Linked DNA regions of Mus musculus: region 2 is linked to region 1. Evidence: chromatin contacts called from public Micro-C data. All regions are on one chromosome and are shown on one strand. The core of a region is the stretch at or near the end of the contact, and the rest is flanking DNA. Distances in the headings are between cores, read along the strand shown. Region 1 overlaps Gm1604a (predicted gene 1604A). Region 2 holds the start of Ccr6 (chemokine (C-C motif) receptor 6).

Region 1 (6,687 bases), core at 2,163-4,662:
TAGCTTTTTGTGTCCTCTGAGGCCAGGTGAGCTGGCTGCTTCGTGTGGTCACATCTATGATACCTCGCGGGTTCCTTTTCTTCGACTGCTGACTGCAGAAGTCACGTTCTCCCTGAGAATTAGCATGTGTGCTCTCTGCAGAGGACAGAGGTCACGGTCTCTCTGTGCATCAGCCTGTGTGCTCTCTGCAGAGGTCATGGTCTGCCTGTGGACCAGCCTTTGTGATCTCTCTAATGTGACCTTCTAAAGCCCACGAGCTTCCCAGTAATAACATGATAACCTTTTACATATTTATGAAAGCCTTAGCTTACTCTTGTTCCCAACTACCTCTTATAACTTAAATTAACCCATTAATATTGATCTACGCTCTGCAAACTAATAGTTTGTTAGTTACTGCTTCTCAGTTTTATTATGCCCAACTTCCTCAGAGTCTGGTAGGCAAATCTCCCTCTCTCTCCCAGAGTTCCTATCTCTCTGTTCGAAAGTCCCGCTATTCTCTCCTGCGTTGCTATAGGCTGTTCAGCTCTTTATTAAACCAATCAGAAGGTGTTGGGGGAGTATTTACAAAACACTAAGACTAAGCTGTTTAAGGATACCAAAGTCCAGTGTGCATCAAAATCTTCACTTAAGAAATACAAAGATAATCTTTACACAGTGTACAAAAAGATCACCCCAACAGATCTCTGTGGAGATCTTGTTAACCTGTGGATCAGCCTCTGTGCTCTCTGGAGGGGTCATGGCCTTCCTGTAGACCAGCCTGTGTGCTCTCTGCCTCTCTTTGCACATCCTCGCTTGGATTCTTTTCATTTTGTTTCTGACTCAGAGGGCACTGATCAATGTCATTCCAGCAATTACTTTGACCTCTTATTAGAATGTGGTAGCACGCATCCTATTTTATATTCTTATCTGATCTTGTAGTTTTTCTAAGAAATCCTAAAGGTGGTGGAGTTAACATTTCTATTTTTACTCCGCCAAGTTGAATGTTTTAACTTTCTTCTGAACTCTTCCATTTTTGAGATTTATTTCTAAGTGTGTGCATGTGTATGAGTGCACGTTCGAGTATGTGTGAACCTGTGCCATGTATATGTATATGCGTGTATATGTATGTGTGTGTCTCTCTGTGTATATGTGTATCTGTGTCTCTGTGCATGTGTATGTGTGTGTGTATGTGTGTGTCTCTCTGTGTATATGTGTATCTGTGTCTCTGTGCATGTGTATGTGTGTGTGTATGTGTGTGTCTCTCTGTGTATATGTGTATCTGTGTCTCTGTGCATGTGTATGTGTGTGTACACACATGTGCGCAGATGCCTAAAGAGACCGGCAGCATCCAATTCCCTTGGAGCTGGAGTTACAGGTGGTTGTGAGCTACTGGAAACTGAACTGCAATCCTCTAAAAAAAACCTCACTCATTAAAGACAGCACTCATTAAAAAAATGATTTACTTATTTTTATGTGTATGGGTGATTTGCTTGCATGTATGTCTGTGTATCTCATGCACGTCTGGCACCGGTAGAGGCCAGAACAAGGTGTCAAACATCCTAGAACTGGAGTATATTGGGTGTGAGCCACTATCTGGGTGTGGGAATTGAACTCAGATCCTCTGGAAGAACAGCCAGTGTTCTTAAGTGCTGAGCCATCTCCCCATTCCCCAGAACTCAATCTTAAGCACCCAGCCACCTCTCCAGGTGTTCATATGATTGTCTGTTATGCCTGATTTTGTCTATTACATCCTGATTTTAAGCAATCTTCTGTTTCTGTTTATTCCAGTTAACAAATAGAGAAATCCATGCAGTTTATTGGTATTCAAACAATTCTTATTTAGTTTTCATTCATAATCCTCAACATCATGTTTTCCAGCCTGACTTCGGAGAAACGAAGACAACATGAGACCTGAAGTTCTGTATGGAGAGTAGAAAGTCTATGAGAGATGATGAGCAGACCTGGGTGGGGCTGGACCACAAAAGCAATGGCCTGGTAGTGAAAAGACAGGTCAAAAATGCCAGGGCTTCCCACAGCTGGCAGTGACTCTTCCTGCTCATCTTGTGGTTTCTGGACCTCATGTGGCACGTGGCTCCCATGATGCTCATGCCCTCTTCTACTGTCCTGAAGACTCACAGGAGTGGGAGGGGCTAAAGGATGACAGACAGACAGACAGACAGACAGAAACACACACACACAATCACATTTAATAGAGACCTTTTCCTGGCATTTCATTGGTCAGAATGGAGTCACATATTGATTTCTGACCCATTACAGTGTGTGTGTGTGTTTGTGTGTATGTGTGTATGTGTGAGTGTGTGTAAGTATATGTGTGTGGTTTTGTGTGTGCATGTGACATGTGTGTATGTGTGATGTGTATGTATGTGTATGTGCTTGTGTGTAATTATCTTTAGATGAACCACATCCAACCTGAGTTAAGCAGGGGACAAAACGTCTTTTCCTGAAAGCATAGCTGAGGAACAGGAATGAAGCCTGGCGAGCCAGGCCCCGTAGCCAGGATTGAGAGGTGACAAAGCCATCAACGAGAAAGCAAGAAGCAAAGAAACCAAGCCCATGGTCAAGGGCTTGTTTGCCAAGAGAGGCTTTGGTGGGGTTCCATTTCTGTGTTCTCCAGAAACTCCTCATAATTTACTGAACAGCCACTTTGGCTTTTATTGTTTGGTGTGGAACAGCGTAATTCATACCAATGGGTGGAAGGTGTTTTGTTGTTTTGTTTTGTTTTGTTTTGCTTTGTTTTTAACCAAGAAATAAATGTATCCAATGAAGAAAATGATTCCAGCATTTCGGGTCTGACAAAAGAAAAGTTCATATTAACAATTGGGATTAATCTGTGTGGACAGTGTTAACGCTTTGGAGGGCTCAAACTTATTTGAAGACAGAAAAATCTCTATTTACAGTATTGGCACAGGACCGTGTGCCAGGCCACACAACACAATAGTTAAGTAGTCACACTGTAGGGAACAGAGTGTCGGGCTCCTGGTCTAATCCTCTTACTAGCCACAGACTTTTGAGAATGTCGCTCCTGGGAGTTGGCCAACAAAACCCCAACAGCAGTAGCAGGATCCCCCAGAAAGTCCCCAAAGCACTGCAAAGTTTGCTAAGATTGGTCCACCTTCCTTTCTTCAGTCAGCATTTGATGAACACCTACTACGTGTGGGGCGTCATGCCAGGTGGTGGCACATGATAGGTCATTATGTGTCTGCTCTCATCCCAGCTTCCTAAACAACTCTCCTCAGGAGAGGGAGATATGGATCCAGACTGTGTACATTTAAATCCATGGATGTTTGAATTCTTCATCACCCACAGACGTATTCATGAATAAAAAGTGAAAGCGGCTCTGGCCTGGGCAGAAGGAGTGTGTAGGTGGCAAGGAGCCAGTGATGCAGGGAACCAACGCCTCCAGTAGCTCGTGTGACCTCTTCCTGCTACCCACGCATTGGACAGGATGTTAGATTTGGTGGCAGTGAAGGGCTCTCTGCAAAGGTGTCAACTGAGCCAGAACCTGAAGGCTCACAGGGACAATGGCGGGCTGGGGTGGTGAGAGAAAGTTCCAGAGGAATGAAATGGCATGTGCTGACAACATGTGACAGGGAGGAGCCACCGCTCTGCTCTGCTCCCGTCTCAGCCTGAAAACACTGGCCTCTCCTTTGTCCACTGCTGGCTCCTTTTTCATAATCTGTGTCCCGCCACCCCCTCCACTTTTCTAACCATTTCATCCTGAGCCTTAAGTCCCTTTGACTTTGGTTGTTTTGGTGAACATGCCCCTGTTTAAATTCTGAAATGTGTTGATTTATGAGCCCTCACAGAATCTCCCCTGCCTTCCTGTAAGCCCCTTTATTAAACATCGCAATGTGAATGTGCAGTTTCAACCACAGCCCTCTGCTCCCCAAGAACCAATATCTGTTCACCATGTCATAGTTTGAAAGGAGCCTTTACATGGGCCATACTGAATCCCAGCTTTTCTCTTTAGATGTTCTTATGGGAAAATCAGTTGCATTTCATCGATGAGAGTGGACCACTCTAAACCAGTGGTTCTTAACCTAGGGGGTCGCAACCACAACATCCTATCAGATATTTGCATTATAATACCTAACAGTAGAAAAATTATACTTATGAAGTAGCAGCAAAATAATTTTATGGTTGGGGTCACCACAACATGAAGAACATGAAGAACAGACTTAGGAAGGTTGAGAGCCACTGCTCTAAACAGTCATAAATCAAAGCCCAGAATCAGAAGCCCAAGTCTTTGTTTGCCTTCTTCATAGTTAAGGCCGTTTGTTACCTGAATACTTTTAATGATCACAGAGCAACTCATATAAATTTTATACTGGGTAGGGTTCAGAGTTTCCTGGATTGGGGGGGATTTGAACCTTTTAGATTGGTTACTGTTTTATGTAGGCATAAACAAAGGGTTCATCTGCGCATGCACCGCCATACAGAACAGGAGCACTCCTCTTTGCTCAGACTGTGTGTCTGTGTAGTCCATTCTCTGGAGCTTTCTAAAATTAGGAGCCAGCAACACTATGTAAAGGACCATACAGTGAATGTTTTTTTGGCATTGTGAAGCCATACAACTCAACCACAGGCTATGTGTAAACAAATGGATGTGTGTGACTCTTTTCAATAATAACTTATTTACAGAAACCAGACCGCAGCAGGCAACTAGTTGGGGCTGGCATAGCACATGGTCCAGGTTCACTTTATGAAAAGCCTCCTGATACACGCATCTATCCTTTCCCGCCTGCCTCCACACCCACCTCATGTGGAGCGATGGGATTTACAGTCTCAGTTTATTGCTTTGGGAAAGTAGTTTGTGCCTTCTGCTTGTGTGAGATGGAATGCTGTCTGGCAGGCAAACTGTACTGTCAGCACAGCCATTGGGGGACTGGAGCTGTGTTCAAGATATGGCGCCCTGCAAAGTTCATGTCCAGAAGAGGTTTGAAGGTGAATGAGCAAGGTTAGTCTACTGACAAACAGTCAACAGTTCTGTACAGTAAAGAGCAATTTCAAGGCCTTGGCTTAATTAAAACAGCCAAGCTATAGCTACTTTTTGTTCAGCAAAGGATGCACTCAGAGTTAACAGCCAGCCAGAGAATGGGAGAAAGCTTTACCAGCCCCACTTCAGACACAAGGCAGAATCTGCAAAGAATTGCAGAAGTTAAATACCAACCTGCCAACCAACAAGAGAAAAACAAACCAAGTAACCAAATAGATGTCTCTCAAAAAAAAGAAAAAAGAAAAGAAAGGGGAGACAGAGACAGAGAGAGACAGAGAGACAGAGAGAGAGACAGAGAGAGAGAGAGAGTTTGATATTCCTAGCTCTAGGGAAAAGCAAATTAAAATAACTTTGAGATACCATCTCACCCCAATTAGAAAAGCTACCACCAAGAAATCTGACAACTACGTTGGAGAAAGAAAGACTATTGTGACATCAGTTTGGAGACTTAAAAAAACCTCGGAGCACATATTCAGAGACTCCCACACTCATCCTGGAGATACCTGTATCTCCCTGTTTATGGGTGCTTTCTTCACTATTACAAAGAATGGAATCGTCCTAGCTGTCCATCAACAGACAAATGGATAATGAGAATTTGCCATATAGTATATAAAATATAAAATTTATATTATCTATATATGAATACTATTCAGCTGTAAAGAAAAATGAAGTTAAAAAATCTGCAGAAAATGGATGGTCTTAGAGTGTACAACATTAAGCGCTCTCTCAGAAAGAAGAACACCATGTGTTCTCGCTCATATATGGAGTGTAAGGGGGCCCCTCATGGTCAGTACAAAACTCACCCAGATACCAAATCCTCAGCACAAAGGAGATTTGTTACCCCAAAGAGACAATCAGGGATGCAGTGGTGAGGTGGGGTAGGGTGGAATGGGGAGGGGGCTGGGCTGCCTCTGGACCCTCTAGATCAGACAAAAGCACACAGCAGGTGTTTCTGCAGGGGCGAGTTTTAAGGAGAAAATGGGAAGTCTGTGCTAAGTTGAGTCCTGACTGGAGAGGTTAGCCAGTGGAGCCAAATAATGAAGTTTGATCGCTGGACCTCAGTGTTTTCATCTCAGGAATGAGCCAGTGGTCAAATAAGGGAGTGATAGAACTTGGGGGCTGGCTTTAGGAGAGGGAGGGAGAAAGGACAAAACCTGCTGGTCCATGTTTGCCATGCTCGGGCCTGTTGGAGAGCCCTTCTTGGGATCTAACCAATAATATATGCATATGTGTAAACAGGTGTACACGTGTGTGTGGTGTAACATGAAGGAAAGAGAAGAAAAAGGCTTTGGGATTACTGCATGCAGGGAATGGACCTGAGCTATAAAAGTGGGGATTAAGCCACTTGCTTTTCTAGTTTTAATTCTGCCACACATTCTTATTGTTTTTGATGGTATCTGGATAAGTGCATAAAATTTATTTGAAACTGAAAACGTAAAATTTACTGTGAAACTCCACAGATTCCATTCTAAATGCCTATTCTAAGTGTATAGAAGTCCCTTGAATTATAGACTGGATTTGACTACTTTTTGTATATAATTTTTAATTTATTTGCAATTTTTTCATAATAAGCTTCATAAATTTTTTTTAACTTTTTTTAAAGACTTCCTTAAGTCTGTAGCTACTGGAGCATATCTTGAACCCCTTTAAAACAGGATAGTAATATTAATGTTTTAAAGCAGTTGTTCTCA
Region 2 (6,100 bases), core at 750-3,249, 340 kb before region 1:
TGACACTCAATAACCCAGAGCACCGAGAAACCCGCAAGTTTGTCACTTTCACTTGGACATTGATGTTATCGGAAGAATGTCTTCCGACCAGTCACGCCATCCTGAGTTCTCCTGAGAATTTCGCAGAAGTGTTGGGTAGATTTGTGCATTCTACTTGGTGGGCTCTGGGATCACCCGCTGCTTTCTCTCTCAGCACAAGGCAGAGGCTCCTTCTCTGTCCTGACCTTGTCCCTCTGCCTCAACCCTTTCCTCCTCTCTGGGTCCATGCCCTCTGCTGAGCTTCATCCACTTTAGGGGACCATCCTGTGACTCACCCTGCTCCCAGGACAGCCCTGAGTAACAAGGGCACCAGAGTTTGGGTTTGTAGAATCTGCACTTCCTGTCCTTATTACAGACAGTGCTTCTCCAGAGGGGTCTCTCGAATTGCAAATGGTTCCGTGCCTCTTTGTCAAATGCTGACTGCCTTAGAGGAGGGCTGCCTGTGATGACTTAGGTGTTGTGTTCTAGGCGTGCCTGTGTTAGCGGTTTCTGTCAGCCTTTGCCAGTAACTCAAGGTCTATCTTGCCTCATTGGCTGGCATTCCCACAAACTCTTTGCTTCTAGAAGTTCTAGGCTGAGAAATCAGACAGGCTCATTTATCATAACTGTGCCTAGGCACACCTGAGCATCTCCCCTGAGAGAAGCACCCAGCCTGAAGGCAATATAGCAAGCTCTCAGTAAGTCATTCAGAGCTCAGTAGTGGATGATTAAAAACTGAATTCAGGTCAGGTGGTGGTGGTGCATGCCTTTAATTCCAGCACTTGGGAGACAGAGGCAGAGGCAGAGGCAGAGGCAGAGGCAGAGGCAGAGGCAGAGGCAGAGGCAGAGGCAGAGGCAGAGGCAGAGGCAGAGGCAGAGGCAGAGGCAGAGGCAGAGGCAGAGGCAGAGAGCTACACAAAGAAACCCTGTCTTGAAAAGTGAAGGAAGAAAGAAAGAAAGAAAGAAAGAAAGAAAGGGAGAGAAGAAGAAGGAGAAGAAGGAGAAGAAGGAGAAGAAGAAGAAGAAGGAGGAGGAGGAGGAGGAGGAGGAGGAGGAGGAGAAGGAGAAGAAGAAGGAGGAGAAGGAGGAGGAGGAGGAAGAGGAGGAGGAGGAAAGGAAGGAAGGAAGGAAGGAGAGGGAGGGAGAGGCAAGGCAAGCTCTTGCATGGTGTACATGGAAGACTAGGTTCAGTTCCCAGCAGCTCAGAAAACCTGGTACAGTGGTACATGCCAGTAATCTCAGCATTCAGGAGATGGTAGCAGAGGATCAGGCTTATCCTTGGCTAATTGCAAGGTCAAGGCCAGCCTGGGATATATGAGACCTTGTCTAAAAATATAACCAAACAAAAATACATCATATTCTATCTCCTTATGGAGTAGAAAGGGCAGAGACCCTAACACCTGAAAAACTCAGGAGACTCAGACTTCTTTCCTGCAGCACCCAAGGGCATGACTCCTTTCCAACCCTAGACATAGTTGGAGCAACAGTTGATGTTCTAAGTCCCATAGAATAAAATACTCACGGCACTCAAAAGACTACCAAAGTGAGCACCTGGCTTTCATCTAAACGGGATTGAAGGAACCCAAGTCTCTAAGCACCCAGGACTTGGTGATGTGACCACGGCAATATTATTCTTCTTTTAAAGCCTGCCATTTACAACAGCAGAAACCTAGTGTTTTCCCAAAGTCCAAGCTGAAACAAAACTTACCAATAATGTTCCAACCCACAAACTGGCAGCTGCAGTTTCTCTCTCAAATTTCAGATTCCTTAGATCTTTGCTTCCTCTCACAGGTGTGGAGACCCTGGCCCTGGTCACAGGGGACTGAAAGTGATGACTTCGAACTGCAGGTTACTAGCACCGTGTCTGTTCTTGCTATTCTGCTCCAAGCTGGGCTCCCCAAAGCAGTGTGTGGCTTGTTCTTCACCCTCCTGGGGTAGATACCTTACCACAAGTGTTCTGTTTTCAGCGCTGCAAACTGGAGGTAGCAAAGGTGGAGGCAGGAGGGCACTTATGTAACTAGGTCAATGATTTCACTGTGACATGCAAATTTTTTTCATTTCAGAATTATTAAGTCTGTGGAATGCTTCTTGATTCTTGGAAATTACATATCATCTAGGTAACTGTAAAGTTCTTTGAAAGGGGGTCCTGTCCACCTAGTGGACTATAGTCAGCAACCCGTATTTTTGCTACTGGAGGAAGGAAGTGTAAAAACCTCAGCACCACCAGGACAGTCTTTGTTTGGCTCTTGGTGGAAAACACCAGCGATTTCTGGTAGGCAAGGTGGGTGACAACCCAAGGCTCTGGCACCCATGCCTCTCCTGTCCTTGTGAGTCTCAGTGATATCATAAAACGCCATCAATAATTATGTGGCACAAGGCAAGGCTACTTACCATTTACTCTTGACAAATAATTTTTGAAAAATGGATATTGTTACCCTTATTTCTCAAGTGTGAAAAAAGGCCAGCTCACTTAGGTGTTGAGTCATCTGGAGTGATGGATTCAGTTAATAAGACTTTTTCTACAGAGATGCATCCATCTCTCCCATCACCAAACACTCATTCAGTGCCCAGTCTGTGCAGTACAGTGTTCCAGGAATAAGAGAGAGCAGAGAGCAGAGATCAGAGAGGAGAGAGAGAGAGACAGGGGGGGAAGAGAGAGAGAGAGAGAGAGACAGAGGAAAAGACAGACAAAAAAGACAGAGACAAAAACAAAAAGACAGACAGACAAAACCAGAGAGAGACAGACAAAAAGACAGAAAGAGAGAGACAGACAAAAAGATAGAGAGCAGAGAGAAGGAGAAACAGAGAGGGGGCAGAGAGAGAAACAGAGAGTCAGACAAAAAGAGAGAGACAGAGAGAGAAACATAGGGCAAAGAGAGCAGAGAGAGAGAGAGAGAGCAGGGAACCAAACAGTGAAGTCCTTGACCTTGAAGGATTTACATGCTGATCAAAGGACAGCAAGCCCTGTGAGATCAAGTGTGTCCAGTATGGTGGCCTTCGCTGTAATTCAGCTAGCTGGTGGACTCTGTTACATACAGTAACCACATGTGAGAGGGTCTCTGATGGAGAGGAAGGAAGTTCTGAAAGAGAACTGTAGCCTTGGGGCCAAGAGTGATGTTGGAAAGCGGGGACAGAGGCAAGGTAGGCAGCAGGAACCTGGACACCTCCCATCTCTACACTGATGCAGGAGACAGCTCATCCCTAGAAAGGAACTGTGGGTTCACACTGCTTTTGAAGCACCTTGAATTCACATACAGCTGGGGGAGACTTTCAGTTCTCATTACACAGGCTTGCTTGAGTTTCTATCATCGGGGATACTTCATCATCTGGGTACTTGGAAATGAAATGAACTGGCCAAGGTGTGACATCCCCAGCATCACACAGGCAGCACTGGCTCTTCACTGCTGATAGAATTGCAGAAGAGACGTCACTCATGCCTTCTGACCCACCCGGCTCAGGGAAGGGAACAAATGATACAGCCTCAGGTCGGCCTGAGTTCTAGATGATTCCAAATGCCACATCTGGAACTGGTTCATCATTACAAAGAAGGTTGAGCTTATACGCCTCTGGTTTCAACCCAAGACATTTGATGCCCTTATTTCTATTGGCTTATATCTGATGGTGCCATTCCCATTGGCTTAGGGAGAGCCTGATAAGGGCACAGCATTGAGTGCCCTGGGCACAAAATAAATAAGACTTTCCAAAGTTGTCTAAGTTCAAGTGCGCACAGCTTGGCTCTGAAGTGAAATGACAAACTATCCTGGGCTCCATGTACCTTCTATTTTCAGAGCCTTTCAAAGGCCCCAGTCAGTAAATCACAGTCGAGGTCTATGGATGTCGGGGTCAAGCTTTTGCTGGTATTTATAGCCTGTCCACTGACGATCAACAACTGTGAACCTGAACCTCATTAAACACACCTTGCTACCACATAACCATGGGGTCTCGGGGGTTACCACACCCAACACCACTTCCTCATTCATTAAAAGCAGCCTGCTCGGGAAGCATCAGGAAGTCACCCAGGACGTGGCTCGTTTGTCTAGTGTGTTTTTTTTTCTCTAGCTCAGTTCCAGCTCACAGTTTCAGGAAAGTTTTGTGTGGCAACAGACATAGTGGGAGGCTTTGGCCTATCCCGTGTGTAGCACCATACTGGCAGGAGCGGAAGCAGCTATAGCAGTCAGCTGGACGGAAGTACCTGCTCTAGGAGTGGCCAGCCCCTCCCATCAACCCTCACAAAGGCTAGTGACTCGATGTAAAAGAAAGGATAAGGTAGTCAACACAGACATCGCATCATGGAGGCTGGTTGACATTTCTGCCCAATCTCTCAGACCTGTGCCCCATGCGGTACAGTGGCTTGGGAAGTCCCAGACAGCTACCGAGACGCAGGCCACTTAGATCTGGGTTCAGACTGGAAGAGAAGCAGCGACTTCTTTGTGCTGTTTCTCTGCGTGTTTGCTCCCTGCTGTTCTCATCCAGAGTTCTGTCAGCTTGACTGTATCTCACCTACTGAAACACCCAACTCAGTGTGAAAAGAGGGGACTCAGCAAAGTGGGGTTCATCAGCCTCACCCCGCACCAACTAGACAGAAGCAGTTGCTGCAGAGCAGGCTGGGAACAGCAGTGATTTCACTAGGTGGTCAATTTCTACCTCAGGGGCTCATGGAGGCACCCCAGCCTACTCTCACACAGGATAACTGTGGGCTGCAGGAATTGCTATCCACTGTGAAGGAAGAGGTTGGCTTCTCCACAAAGAGAACTGGGGGCGGGGGTGGGGGGGGAGCGTGAGCACAAGCCTGGAGAGTCCCCTGCGGCGCTGCTATGGGAGATCATTTCAATCTTGTTAGTGTGCCTGACACCTGACAAACAGTGCCTCTTTAGATGATTAAATTAAGACAAAGTCGTCAGTATTGATCCTGACCCATTGTGACCAGTATCCTTGTTAGGAAGACGGTGGCAGCCACAAGGTGGCTCAGCAGATAATATAGGCAGTTGCTTGGCAGACCTGACAGTCTGCTTTGATACTCAGAGCCCGAGTTGTGGAAGGCAAGGCCTGCCTCTTACAGTTTTCTGATGGCCACCATATGCCCTGGTATGGGTATACCTCCTCCCCAATAAATAAATGTTAAAGGAAAAAAAAACAAGAGGAGGAGGTGGTTGGAGAGGTGGCTCAGTGGTTAAGAACACTCCCACAGGTCTTCCAGAGGACCTGGGTTCGATCCCCAGCACCCACATTAGGGGCTCACAAATGCTTGTAACTCCAGTTCCAGGGGATCAGATATTGTCCTCTTCTGGCCTCCACAGGCACCAGGGATGTACACAGTGCACAAACATACACGAAGGTAAAATACTCACACTCACAAATAAAAAACAAAGATGGTGTCATGTTGCTGTGCCCCGTCCTTACACAGCATAAGGTTAGAAGGAACTCTCTGGGCGCCCCCTTTAATAGGAACTCACCCCATTCAGGAGGCGCTAATTTTCTGACTTAATCACACCTCATGCGAATTACTTCCTAAGCCTTGGAGGCAAGGGCTTCAATACCTGACTTTGGGGGACACAACTATTAAAACCATAGCATTTTTTTTTTTGCAGCAATTTCATAGGACAAGAGGACGAAGGTTTAGCTTCCCAACCGGCAAAAGCCCCTGACCTGCCTCCTCCCCAACATGCTGACCAGGGCCAGAGGAACAGAAACTTGTCGGCAACTACAGAACCGTGGTGACATCCTGTCCTGCCTGCCCAAGCTGCTGGCTCTAAGCCAAGTGTGTGGGCGCTCCTTGCTCAGGCATAACCCCTCATCAAGAGCCTGAGAGGGGCCTCTGTCCTCCACTGTAGGGATGGGCACAGGACAGAGGAGGAGAAAGGCAGCTTTAGCAGCTAAGACTTGAGCTACACTACTTCTCCTGGTACATAGAGCTCTAGGCACACACCTCCCAAGGCCGTCCATCCACAATCCAGGCAATATGGTGTCTTCACCACCTGCATAGACATTATAATCTCCTCTCCCAACACATGCTGTCCCTTTAGAAATCCCCAATTCTCTGTCCCTGTAATGCTTTCACACGCTCGTGTGCAGGCATACATTT

Evidence for each region. Hi-C and Micro-C count contacts between places; a contact is called where the count stands out from the background.
Region 2: a contact with region 1 is called in a Micro-C map of B cells, with 4 times the contacts expected there. The contact joins the promoter of Ccr6 here to the enhancer-like site in region 1. A contact is called at or near these places in 5 of 39 promoter capture datasets (the C10 cell line, the HPC-7 cell line, hematopoietic stem and progenitor cells and 2 more), 1 of 484 Hi-C or Micro-C datasets (B cells) and 1 of 115 datasets of contacts at active chromatin or transcription factors (microglia).

The regions. Positions count from the first base shown.
Region 1 is chr17:7,889,651-7,896,337 of GRCm38.p6, reverse strand. The region is part of intron 4 of Gm1604a (predicted gene 1604A); the gene reads left to right. Among named protein-coding and RNA genes, the nearest start is that of Tagap, 33 kb to the left of the region's middle. Within about 2 kb of position 3,412, at least 24 of the 459 cell types and tissues checked have an H3K27ac peak or open chromatin away from gene starts, as enhancers often do. A contact at or near this core is called in B cells, where this site is marked.
Region 2 is chr17:8,231,942-8,238,041 of GRCm38.p6, reverse strand. It overlaps Ccr6 (chemokine (C-C motif) receptor 6), which reads right to left and starts at 1,999. Exons shown (of 3, transcript NM_001190333.1): 1 at 1,727-1,999.